2 separate regions of the Sus scrofa genome follow, and region 2 is linked to region 1. The links are chromatin contacts, called in public HiChIP or PLAC-seq maps. All regions are on one chromosome and are shown on one strand. Each heading gives the region's core, a stretch centred on a gene start, on an enhancer-like site or on the middle of the called end of the contact. The rest is flanking DNA. Distances are from core to core; before and after follow the strand shown.

The links. HiChIP or PLAC-seq counts read pairs in DNA pulled down with a chosen protein or histone mark.
Region 2: an H3K27ac HiChIP or PLAC-seq map of skeletal muscle shows a contact between it and region 1, with 2.1 times the contacts expected there. The contact joins two enhancer-like sites. A contact is called at or near these places in 2 of 47 Hi-C or Micro-C datasets (epiblast stem cells and skeletal muscle) and 1 of 2 datasets of contacts at active chromatin or transcription factors (skeletal muscle).

What each region holds. Positions count from the first base shown.
Region 1 is chr6:37,072,170-37,077,301 of Sscrofa11.1, forward strand. PHKB (phosphorylase b kinase regulatory subunit beta) reads right to left here. Exons shown (of 32, transcript XM_021094236.1): 15 at 5,044-5,132. Among named protein-coding and RNA genes, the nearest start is that of PHKB, 120 kb to the right of the region's middle. Within about 2 kb of position 2,597, at least 2 of the 83 cell types and tissues checked have an H3K27ac peak or open chromatin away from gene starts, as enhancers often do. A contact at or near this core is called in skeletal muscle, where this site is marked.
Region 2 is chr6:37,241,003-37,246,134 of Sscrofa11.1, forward strand. The region is part of intron 6 of ITFG1 (T-cell immunomodulatory protein); the gene reads left to right. Among named protein-coding and RNA genes, the nearest start is that of ITFG1, 50 kb to the left of the region's middle. Within about 2 kb of position 2,544, at least 3 of the 83 cell types and tissues checked have an H3K27ac peak or open chromatin away from gene starts, as enhancers often do. A contact at or near this core is called in skeletal muscle, where this site is marked.

The DNA.
Region 1 (5,132 bases), core at 1,347-3,846:
CTTATGGAGCTGTACTATTTAAAAATAAAAAGTTAGAACAATTTTTTATTCAATTGATATCTCAATTTTTTTACCCTCTAAATTTATAATAATTGTGACAATGCTCTTAAAAAACCAGGAAGCTATGAAAAGGATAATCAGAAAACAAAAACGAGCCATTAGACATTAAAATATGACTTTGAAAAAAAGTTCAATAAAAGAGCTGCAACAAAAAGTAAAGGAAGATATCCTGAATGTAGAGAACAAACAAAAACCCAAAACAAACAAAAATACCAAAGAATCAGAAGCCATTTGAAAAAAAGGAAGAGATTCAAAGGATCATTCTAGTAGGCTTAAAATCTGATTAACAAAAGATCTTCAGTAGAAAGAATAAAGAAAATAAAGGAAGAGTTCTGGTTGTGGCTCAGCAGAAATGAATCTGACTAGTACCCATGAGGACACAGACTCTATCCCTGGCCTGGAACTATCTCTCAGTGGGTTGAGGATCCGGCGCTGCCGTAAGCTGTAGTGTAGGTCACAGACGTGGCTGGGATCTGCCTGTGGGTACGCCAGGCACCTACAGCGCTGATTTGACCTGGGAACCTCCATATCCCACAGGTGCAGCTCTAAAAAGACAAACAAAAGAAAAGGAAAGGAAAGGAAAGGAAAGGAAAGGAAAGGAAAGGAAAGGAAAGGAAAGGAAAGGAAAGGAAAGGAAAGGAAAGCAAGGCAAGGAAATTATTAAAGAAATAATTGAAGAAAAATTTCCACAGCTGCAGAAAGTCACAAATGAAAAGGGCCCACCAAATACAACCAGAATGAAAACAAAACTTGTGAAATTTTAGAACACCAAAAATAAAGACAAGTTCCCCAAAATGTTACTGTATTACATTGTTTAAAATTATAAAGGTGATAAATAAAAGAATTAAAAATAACTATTAAATACTGAGAGGTTAAGGAGTTCCCATTGTGGCTCAGAGAAAACGAACTAGTACCCACGAGGTTAGATCCCTGGCTCTGGAGAGTGGGTTAAGGATCCGGTGTTGCTGCAGCTAGTGCTTGGATCTGACCCCTGGCCGGGGAACCTCATGTGCTGTGGGTGGCCCAAAAAGAAAAAAAGAAAAAATCAAGTCATTCAAGACCATGTGTTCTCAAGCCCCAGGAGGACAGACTGGAGACAGAGAGATTATTTAAACTATGCCATCGAGTAGTAATGAAATCTGAGTGGTACATGGAAGCAGGGATACATATGAAGGGATCTGCCGTGAAGGCAGAGCCAATACAATAATCACGTGAATATTAGAGCTACTGACTGGCATGAGAAGGGGCTACTGAAGATGGTGTTCTTATCCAAGATAAGGACTATGGAAAGAAGAGCAGCTTTGAAGAGAGAATATAAATTTGGTATTAGAAATGTTTGGTTTCATTTTTCTTTCAAACCACTTTATTGAGATATGATTGTCATACGAAAAATCTGTACATATTTAATGTACACAACTCAGTGGGTTGGCGTTAAGTATACATCCAGAAATCCTAGATTTGTGGGGAGATGATCACCAGGTAGCTGGAAATTCAAGTTTAAATATTAGGTAAGAGATCAGGATTAGAGAAAGATTTAGGGATACCCGGATAAATCCACTATTTCCCATGACATATCTTCCTCCCACATGTATCTTCAAGCACATTCAAACATTCAAGTTAAACACTGAGGACCTCCTATACAATAGGTGTTAGGGTACTTATGATAAATAATGAAATCTATAAAAATGAATAAAAGCATGGTCTCTGGTCTCCAATAACTTACATTCGAAGGTCTCCAGATGTTTTCTTGTTTTGTTTTATTTTGGTTTGGTCAAAATCTCACAAAACTATAAAGCATGTTCCCTACTGCTTGCAGCACTTTTCTTTCTACTCCTCTAAACATTATTTATAAAAGGAGACTTGTTTTATTCTCTAAGTAACATCAAGAGAAAATAGCACTTTTCTAGTGAGAGAAGTGAGAAGGGTCATCTCAGATGATCCGTACTTTTCCAACCTCAGTCTTAGCTTTAGGTACAAAAGTAGTTCCCTTTTCCTAAAATTAACTTGCTGATATTAAGAAAACCAAGAGCTCTCAATTCAGTCCTCAATGTTTTGTATTTGTAATGTTCTAATAGCCCTACGCGTATTTGAAGGAGAGGACCTTTCTACAGTCCGGGGGCACTCCCTGCCTTCTGGATTCTAGAAACTTCCTTCCACCATAATCTTTCTGTGAAGGAATAAGTTGATTCAGTAGGCCTGGGTTATTCAAACCCTGAAAATGCCCAAGAAAGGCATGTTTTCGGGATGGGTCCTTGTCTGGCTTCTTGGAATATTCTGTCAGATAAGAGTGTATCTGCACACCTGAGGCTTTGGGCCATACTATACCAGTTTGTCCAGATGGTTTATGGTAACAATGTGATTTACGGTGAACATCTGCTTTTTCTCTGGGGAGGGGAAGAGCGTGAATAACCAAGGTCAGTCGTGCAGGTGCTACATGCTTGATCCCAATAAAAACCCTGGACACTCGAGCCTGAGCAAGCTTCTCTGGCTGGCAACACTTCATGTGTTGTCATACCTCACTGCTGGGTAACTGTATCTCACATGACTCCACTGGGAGAGAGCTCTTGGAAGCTTGTGCCTGGTTTCCTCAGGACTTGCCTCGTGTGCCTTCACTAATTTTATCCTGTATCCTTTTCCTAGAATAAACTGTAAGTGTAAGTATAACAACTTCTGAGTTCTGTGCGGCCTAGTGAATCCACCGAGGCTGAGGGTGGTCATGGGGACACCTGATACACCTTTGGAAGTCAAGGATTTTTCTGGCTTTCGGGAAATGTCTCAGCTTTACTACTCTATTTTTTTCTGACATTTGGCAGGATTTAAAGTACCTGGTCAATCCCCACAGATCTGTACGATGTGACCTGGTCATTCATGACTGAGAGGCCACTGACCCAGCATTTCAAGCAGAGGGCCATGTCTGACCTCTGTATTTCATCGAGCCATGTCATCCAGCCCCAACAATGGACGTGGGCAAGAGAAAGTGGCAATGACACCTCACCATTTTATATCACAACCAAGATGACAGCAGAGTTAGGCAATAACACCTCCCAGTAAGTTTTTTCTGCCAAACTTTCCTATCATTTCCCTCTCAGAAACTGTACACAACTCTACACAGATGTAATTCCCACATGGCTGCAGGTGAGAAGCCCCTGTGCAGAGCCTAGAAAAGGTTCTTCGCTAGGATATGGTGCCACCTGGGAAGCATGCCACAGGTAATTTAGTTGCAACATTAGAAAATGATTTCAATAGAAAAAATACACCGAGAGTAAATTCTCTATAAAATTCACTCTCACTCACTTGCACTCGGACAAGCTTTCCTGAGTGAGAGAGAATGAACTGCAAGTATGTTGCATGTCAGAAACTGTACGTAACCCATCCCCCTCCTTTTATGTCAAGCATGAAGGAAATGTTTAAATTGCTGATTTCGTTAGCCATGCGCTTTGATATTCTCTCGTTTCTGCCCCTACATTTCAAATCTGTGACCAATGAGGTCACCTTATTTTCTAGGAAAAGCCTTTGAGATTTGAGAAGTGGGTGACACATGTGAAATGCTATGTAAATGATACACACTAGTCTTAAAATGGCTCAGAGTCACAGCACTGGGTAATATGAAGTTAAATATATTCCTATGTTACCATTTCTTCAAGTGAAATTACCTGTCTCCAATACGGACAGAATGTATACTTATGCTGCACAGAGATGAATGGTAGATAAAGGCCAAATCTCTGCCTCATATGGGAACTAATAAGCCAGTGGTAAAATTTTTATCACATATTAACATAGGGATTTTATGTTCCTGAGAAAATCTTCACATTTATTTACAAGTCTCCCAAAAAGTTTCTCATCTATAAACCTCTCAGAGTAACTACACGTTGGGTTGAGGACCAACAAAAAGGAGAAACAGTATGATAGAACCTACTAATGAGGCTGGTTTGGCTCTTCCTTTCTCTCACTAAAACAATCATTTATTTGTATTTGTGTGTGTGTGTTACACGCATATTTGTAAAGTGAAAAGAGCATTTCAATTTTGTAAGCATATTTTCTGTAAGTGCTGATGCTATTCTTATTAAATAAATTCTAACTGCTTGGAATCCCAGGCACACACACAGGCTCATTCCCTTTCTCCTCAGGCAGTTTCCACAATACACAACATTTTCATTTTGACAGTCCTCATTACTGGTATCATTTAATACTTGAGGGTTTGCTCAAGTTAACATCAATCTTGCTGATCCTGCAAACACTTATTCTGTTGTCACAACACAGTCTGAATCTATAGCTATTACATATAAAAAAATTTAAAACTATTCTTTCACCCAACATGTCACCAAGAACTACGAACAACTCCTGTCAATCAATCAGACACAGCACTGGATAGATCAAGCCCAGGGCCTTTCACAGGACCCCATTCCCATAAGTAATAGTTCTGTCTCATCTGTCCTTGTGCTACGTGTACATACTGCATCTTCTTAAAGACATGTGACATCTTTCACTTAACCACTGTGACAGTGAAGATGTTTAGCCTGAGACATCTTGTTGGACAGATCTGATTCCTTGTTAACAAATAGTCCTTTTCCACAGGTAAATCTTAACTAACCTAAAGACAGAAAAGCATTGCCTTCAGAATGCACAATAAAAACCCATTAAGAATAAAATTTTGGAGTTCCCATCATGGTGCAATGGAAATGAATCCGACTAGGAACCATAAGGTTGTGGGTTTGATCCCAGGCCTCACTCAGTGGGTTAAGGATTCAGCATTGCTGTGAGCTGTGGTATAGGTCGCAGATGTGGCTCGGATCCTGCGTTGCTGTGGCTGTGGTGTAGGCCAGCAGCTGCAGCTCTGATTAGACCCCTAGCCTGGGAATCTCCATATGCCATGGTGCGGCCCTACAAAGACAAAAAACCCAATAAAATAAAATAAAATAAAATTTCTTCTTCAATTAGGCTTTAAATATCTGGATGAGTCTAAATTACAAAATAACTCTTTACCTGATTGGAAAACCTCATGCTCACATTACGCTGATTCTGTAGTGGGATATAACGCTGAACAGGATCAATGTCTTTAGGACTGATTAATT
Region 2 (5,132 bases), core at 1,294-3,793, 170 kb after region 1:
CTGCAACTTTGGTCAATCAGCAGACATTTATTGAGCAGTTACCATGTGCCCATGTGAACAAAACAAAATCTGTCCCATTTAATAATTATCCCCATGGCCATCACCCATAGCTCATTTCAGGTGTCCATCCCATGGACTCAACCTAGTCCTTATCTCCCAGCACTACTGACCACAGCCTCCTCTCCTCTTTGTTCTTATTTAACCTCTGGGCAGCTTCTGACATAAATTTTCAGTCCTTTCTTTGACCATGGTGAAACCTGGTTTTGTTTCTTTTCAGAATCTTTTATGGGCTTCTCTTCCTCTTTCTGGTCCATAAATTTGGGTAAAACTCAGAATTCTTCTTGTCCTCCGCCCTCTTCCCTTTTTACACTAAACATTCCTCTTGGGCACGTCATTGATTTGTCCACTTCAGTGGCTTGCATCAATTACATGAGTTATGCCACCAACTCCTGGTTACAGATCTCCTATCCCAGGTGTCTGTTAGTGGATTTTACCACTCCTGTAACCCACAGACATTTCACACTCAACATGTCCAAAACAGATCATGTTACCTTTCCCTCAAAACTTCTTCAGTTCTGCTTTACTTCCTGTCTCAATGGTGACAACATCTCCTTAGTTACCAAGCCATTTACAAGAACCATTCTTGTTCCCCTCCTTTCTCACGCCTCACACCCAGTCAGTTCCCAAACCTTTGTGATTATGCCTCCTAACAAACAACCACTACTTCAGCTACCCAGGGTTACAGCACTATTTTATCTTGCTCTCTTGACCATGAGAGTCTCCTGACTGGTCTCCTAGCCACCAGTGCCCTCCTCTTCAAGTCCAGTCTTCAGGTAGCATTCTGACATCTACAATAGAAGTTTGATCTTATCACGTGCTTATTAAAGTATCTTAGTGCCTTTTGATTACCACTCCCTTCTGGCACACAAGGGCCTTCCTGTTCTGGTTTCTGCCCAGTTCTTCAGCCTTAACTCTTACTAACCTCCATCTTTTTATGCTTCAGGCCTAAGATACTCTGAATTGCTCCAGCCCTTGTTTCACCTAGCTGACTTGTACATATCCCTTAGCTCTCAGCTGAGACCTCTCTTTTTTCTGAGAAGCTTGCTTTGACCCCCAGTGTAATGGCTACCGCTCTATTATAATGACTCGTCCACTTTTTCTTCTAGTAGAATGTCAGCCTGTTAAGGAGAATGACTGTCTGCTCTGTTCACCATTTTAGCCCCTGTTCTTGACACCATTCTGGTGCCTAGTGATACCTATTTGAATGACTAAGGAAGGAATGAAAATGAAAGAAAGCCAGTTGCTAGGGAAGACAGTGTGCCGCTGTTGTTAAGACCGCAGAGTTTGGAATCCATTGGATCCAGATTCCCCTGGCTCTACCACTGGCCAGCTGAAACAAATTATTTTGGCTAAGCTTCAGACTTCTCATCTGTAAAAATGAGAGTGTTAACCTTGTAGGTCAAGGAATAAAATTAGAGAACATATGCAAAGTATCTAGCACAATGCCTGTAGTATAGCACATAAAGTTAGCTGTGACTTCATTCCATTCTAATACATGAACATGTAGAACTAAAAAGCCACCTGATAATCACTGTATTCTTTTTTGACAATGAAAGCACAATTACATAGAGAACTACCTGACCCCACTGACAGAGATTGCTTAATTAATATCAAGAGACACAAGGCATACTATTATATGTGGCCTTCAGCCCCTGGAAATAGTAAAAAAAAAAGATAACTTCCCATTTGGATAAAAATACAACTGTCACATGAGGTAAAACAAAATCTATACTTGTTATAGGAAACCATGAGCCTATGTAAAGTGTATTAAAAATGCACCTTATAAATGTATGCTACATGAAGTAGAAGGGGGCTTTATTATAGCTGATAACAGATGGAGGGAATGTGAGGTTTCAGAACTCTTTCTGATGGCAACTGTCTACTGAGGTATATCTCAAAGTGTTTTTTCTTAAAGAAGGAAAACAAAATACAGCTCTCAGTTAAAATCCACTTAATAGTATTGCGCCATTTACCCGTTATCTCATTTTCACTGAATCTGTTAATAAATGATACCAATTAGTGTACTTGCCCCTTGGTAACATTTCTTATACTCTCTGCAGTTTGTCAGAGTAGCCCTACACCTCTAAATTTGATCTGTGAAGCAAGGGAAACACTTAGCTGATTAAGAGTAGAGGGAGAGAAGCTCTCTCTCTCTTGATTTGGAAGGTTCTTCCCATGGTGGGTTTTATCTAGCCTATCCAGGCATGTGGTTTGGAGAAGTGAGCTTCTCTCTCTGATCAATGTTCAGTAAAACATTGTCTGGTAAATAAGCTTTCCATGAGTATAGAAAGAGCAACATTGAAATCATATTAGCTCTTTAATGTCACTAGGGCTCCATTTGGTGCACTGGAGAGGGAATAAGTGACACTTTGGTATTATGGTTATCATTCTGAATAGAATGCCTGCCTGCCTGCCTGCCTGCCTGCCTGCCTGCCTGCCAGCAGATTAAATTCTTTTACCTGTCAGAAAGGATCTGATTTATTTGGGGGCATTATTGCCTTGGTGACCTTGGTTGGTGTCTAATTTATTTCCAGGGAGAGGAACAGGAAAGGCAACCTGAATCAAGTATTTTCTCAGAAATAGATTGACTTGTTTATATTATCATTATAGAAAGCAACTGCTAACTGAAATAAGCTGAATAATCAGCTTAAAAAAATAGTGTGAAAGTGTAAGCTTGAGTTAGTAATGATTTCCTTCTTGAAGAGGAGAAGTTAAAATGATTGAAGAAGTTTAGTGATAGGTTAGTGATAGGTGTTTTAGCGTTCATGAATATTTCCAAAATTGAGTGGTACAGTTTACACTCTGCTTTTTCAGGAAGTATTTAAATACTTCTTATATTATTAATTCAAAGCATTTTCTTTCTTTTCCTGTGTCATTCTTCCTGCCGTTTCTTTGTTCCCTAGCACCTCTAAATAGACACTGGGAATGAAGAGAGAGGAGAGGAAATTAAAGTTTTTCATGTTTTCTCTGTCTTTAGTAGTTGAACAGTGTGTGTGGCAAAGCAGTGTAGCTAAAAGTCTGAATTTCAGGCTAGCAGACTCTGTGTACCTCGTCAACTCTGGGACCTGATGTCTCTTATCCAGGGCCTTACTGTTGTTAAGGAGATGAGACATCAGTGAAGTGAGTGATGAACTGCTGCTTAAAAGTGCTTGAAAACTGAAAAGGCAAATTATTGATAAGGCTCCAATCATATGTAAAGCTTCGTGTCATTTCTTTGCCCAGAGGTCTTCAGTGTGTCTCTTTGTCCTTTAAATTAGATGCTGGTCTCTTAGCCTGAAGATAGTGGGACCCTTGCCTCCTTTCCCACTTTATCTTCTGACTTCCTCTGCTGGTAATCCTACACTACAGTTGAGCTAAACTTGGCTTTTTCCTGAGCAGCCTCCAGTTTTCCTCATTTCCAGGCCTTTGCTTATGTTGTTAAGTCTACCTAAGAGCTTCTCGGCCATGGCATTATTGACATTTTGAGCTGGATAATTCTTTGCTGTAGGGAGCTGTCATGTGCTTTGTAAGAAGCTTAGCAGTAGCCCCTGCCTCTACCCTCTAAACAGCGGTAGTAACCAAAAATGTCTCTTCATGTCGCCAAATATCCCCCTGGGAGGCAAATTACTCTTATGAACTATTTCTGCTCTATATTTAGGCAAATCTCCTACTCCTCTGAGGCTTCTGCCACCTTCCGTCTTCCATTTTTCATTACTAACACATACAGGTTTCATAGTTTACTGGAGACATAATGCCTCCCAGGCAGTTATCTGACTCCTGCCATCATTTTAGATGATTTCATCGTCCACAGCAATGACCTAGCCCAGCACCATGACCTCCTCACCTCAGGCACCTCAGTTCACTCCCTGTACCTTGCAGGTACCAGCAAATAAACTATACCCAAAATCAATAATCAGATATCCCACTCTCCTACCACAGCTCCTATCCTAGGCTGCCTGCTCAAGGGCCTCCCATGCAACACTTCTTGAACCTTGTTGAGACTCCAGTCCACTTACTGATCTTGCGATTTTATGTCCACCCATTCTGCATCCAGCTTCCCTCCCTACCCATGGTACCTCATCACAAACAGCCTCTCATTCTATCACATTCAGATCCAAATCCTACGTAAACCCAGTCACCTACAGTCTTTCTCCAGGAAGAACACATTATAATCATTGAGTTCGAGGCTGACCCTGATCTCACACTCACATCCTAAAGTCAAACCCTCATTTTATTCAGTCTCATAGTTCCTGGACTTTTTCTTCACTTGGTCACACTTTGAAATTGATGTCTCCTTTCTCATCCTGATAGATGTCAGATGGTCTGTCAGTCTCCTTTCCCCTCTTTGCTTCTTCCCTTCTTCTTCCCTCCCTCTTGCTACTCTTGGAGAAGAAAACAGCACACACATTTCAACAACTATTAACAGCTCGTATCAGTTCGTGCTTTGGCAGTTAGCAGTGTATTTGCTCTGAGCAGCTTCAGAGCAAATGCAGACCTCCTTCCTCACCCTGGCCCCCCATATATTTCAGAAAATAAAAAGGGACGGTTGAGTCTTTTCTGCTACTATCAAGTAAACTAATGAAATATCCTTGGGATAACTGTAAAGATATAAATTGGGTCATCAGATATCTAAAACTTTAGACTGTCTTTTACCCAGGAGACTGATATGACATTTAGTAGCAGATTATGTTGCATGGTTTGATGTTTCATCATACCTACTTTCTGAATATAGATATGTTCTTAATCTGATATCCAGGGTTGCATACTGCTGATGATAAACAAGGCAATAATGTATTTTCTGCAGAAATGGAATAAAAGTTTTTGACACTCGGCTTTTTTGACACGATTTTGCAATTGAATATTTTCATTAATAGAACTCTAGAATATAATTTCATTTTAAAACAGTATTTGGACTAAGATACGCCGTTCTTACTGACTGTGTAATAATGAAAATAGAATTTCATGTTTTGCTTCTATTATATAGTGTTTTCCATGTATTAATAAACCGCAAATAGTGGTTCTTAATCACCTGAAGATTACTTTCAATCTTTGTCAGTAATCGACAGAATTGTAATGACATTTTTAACTGTTAC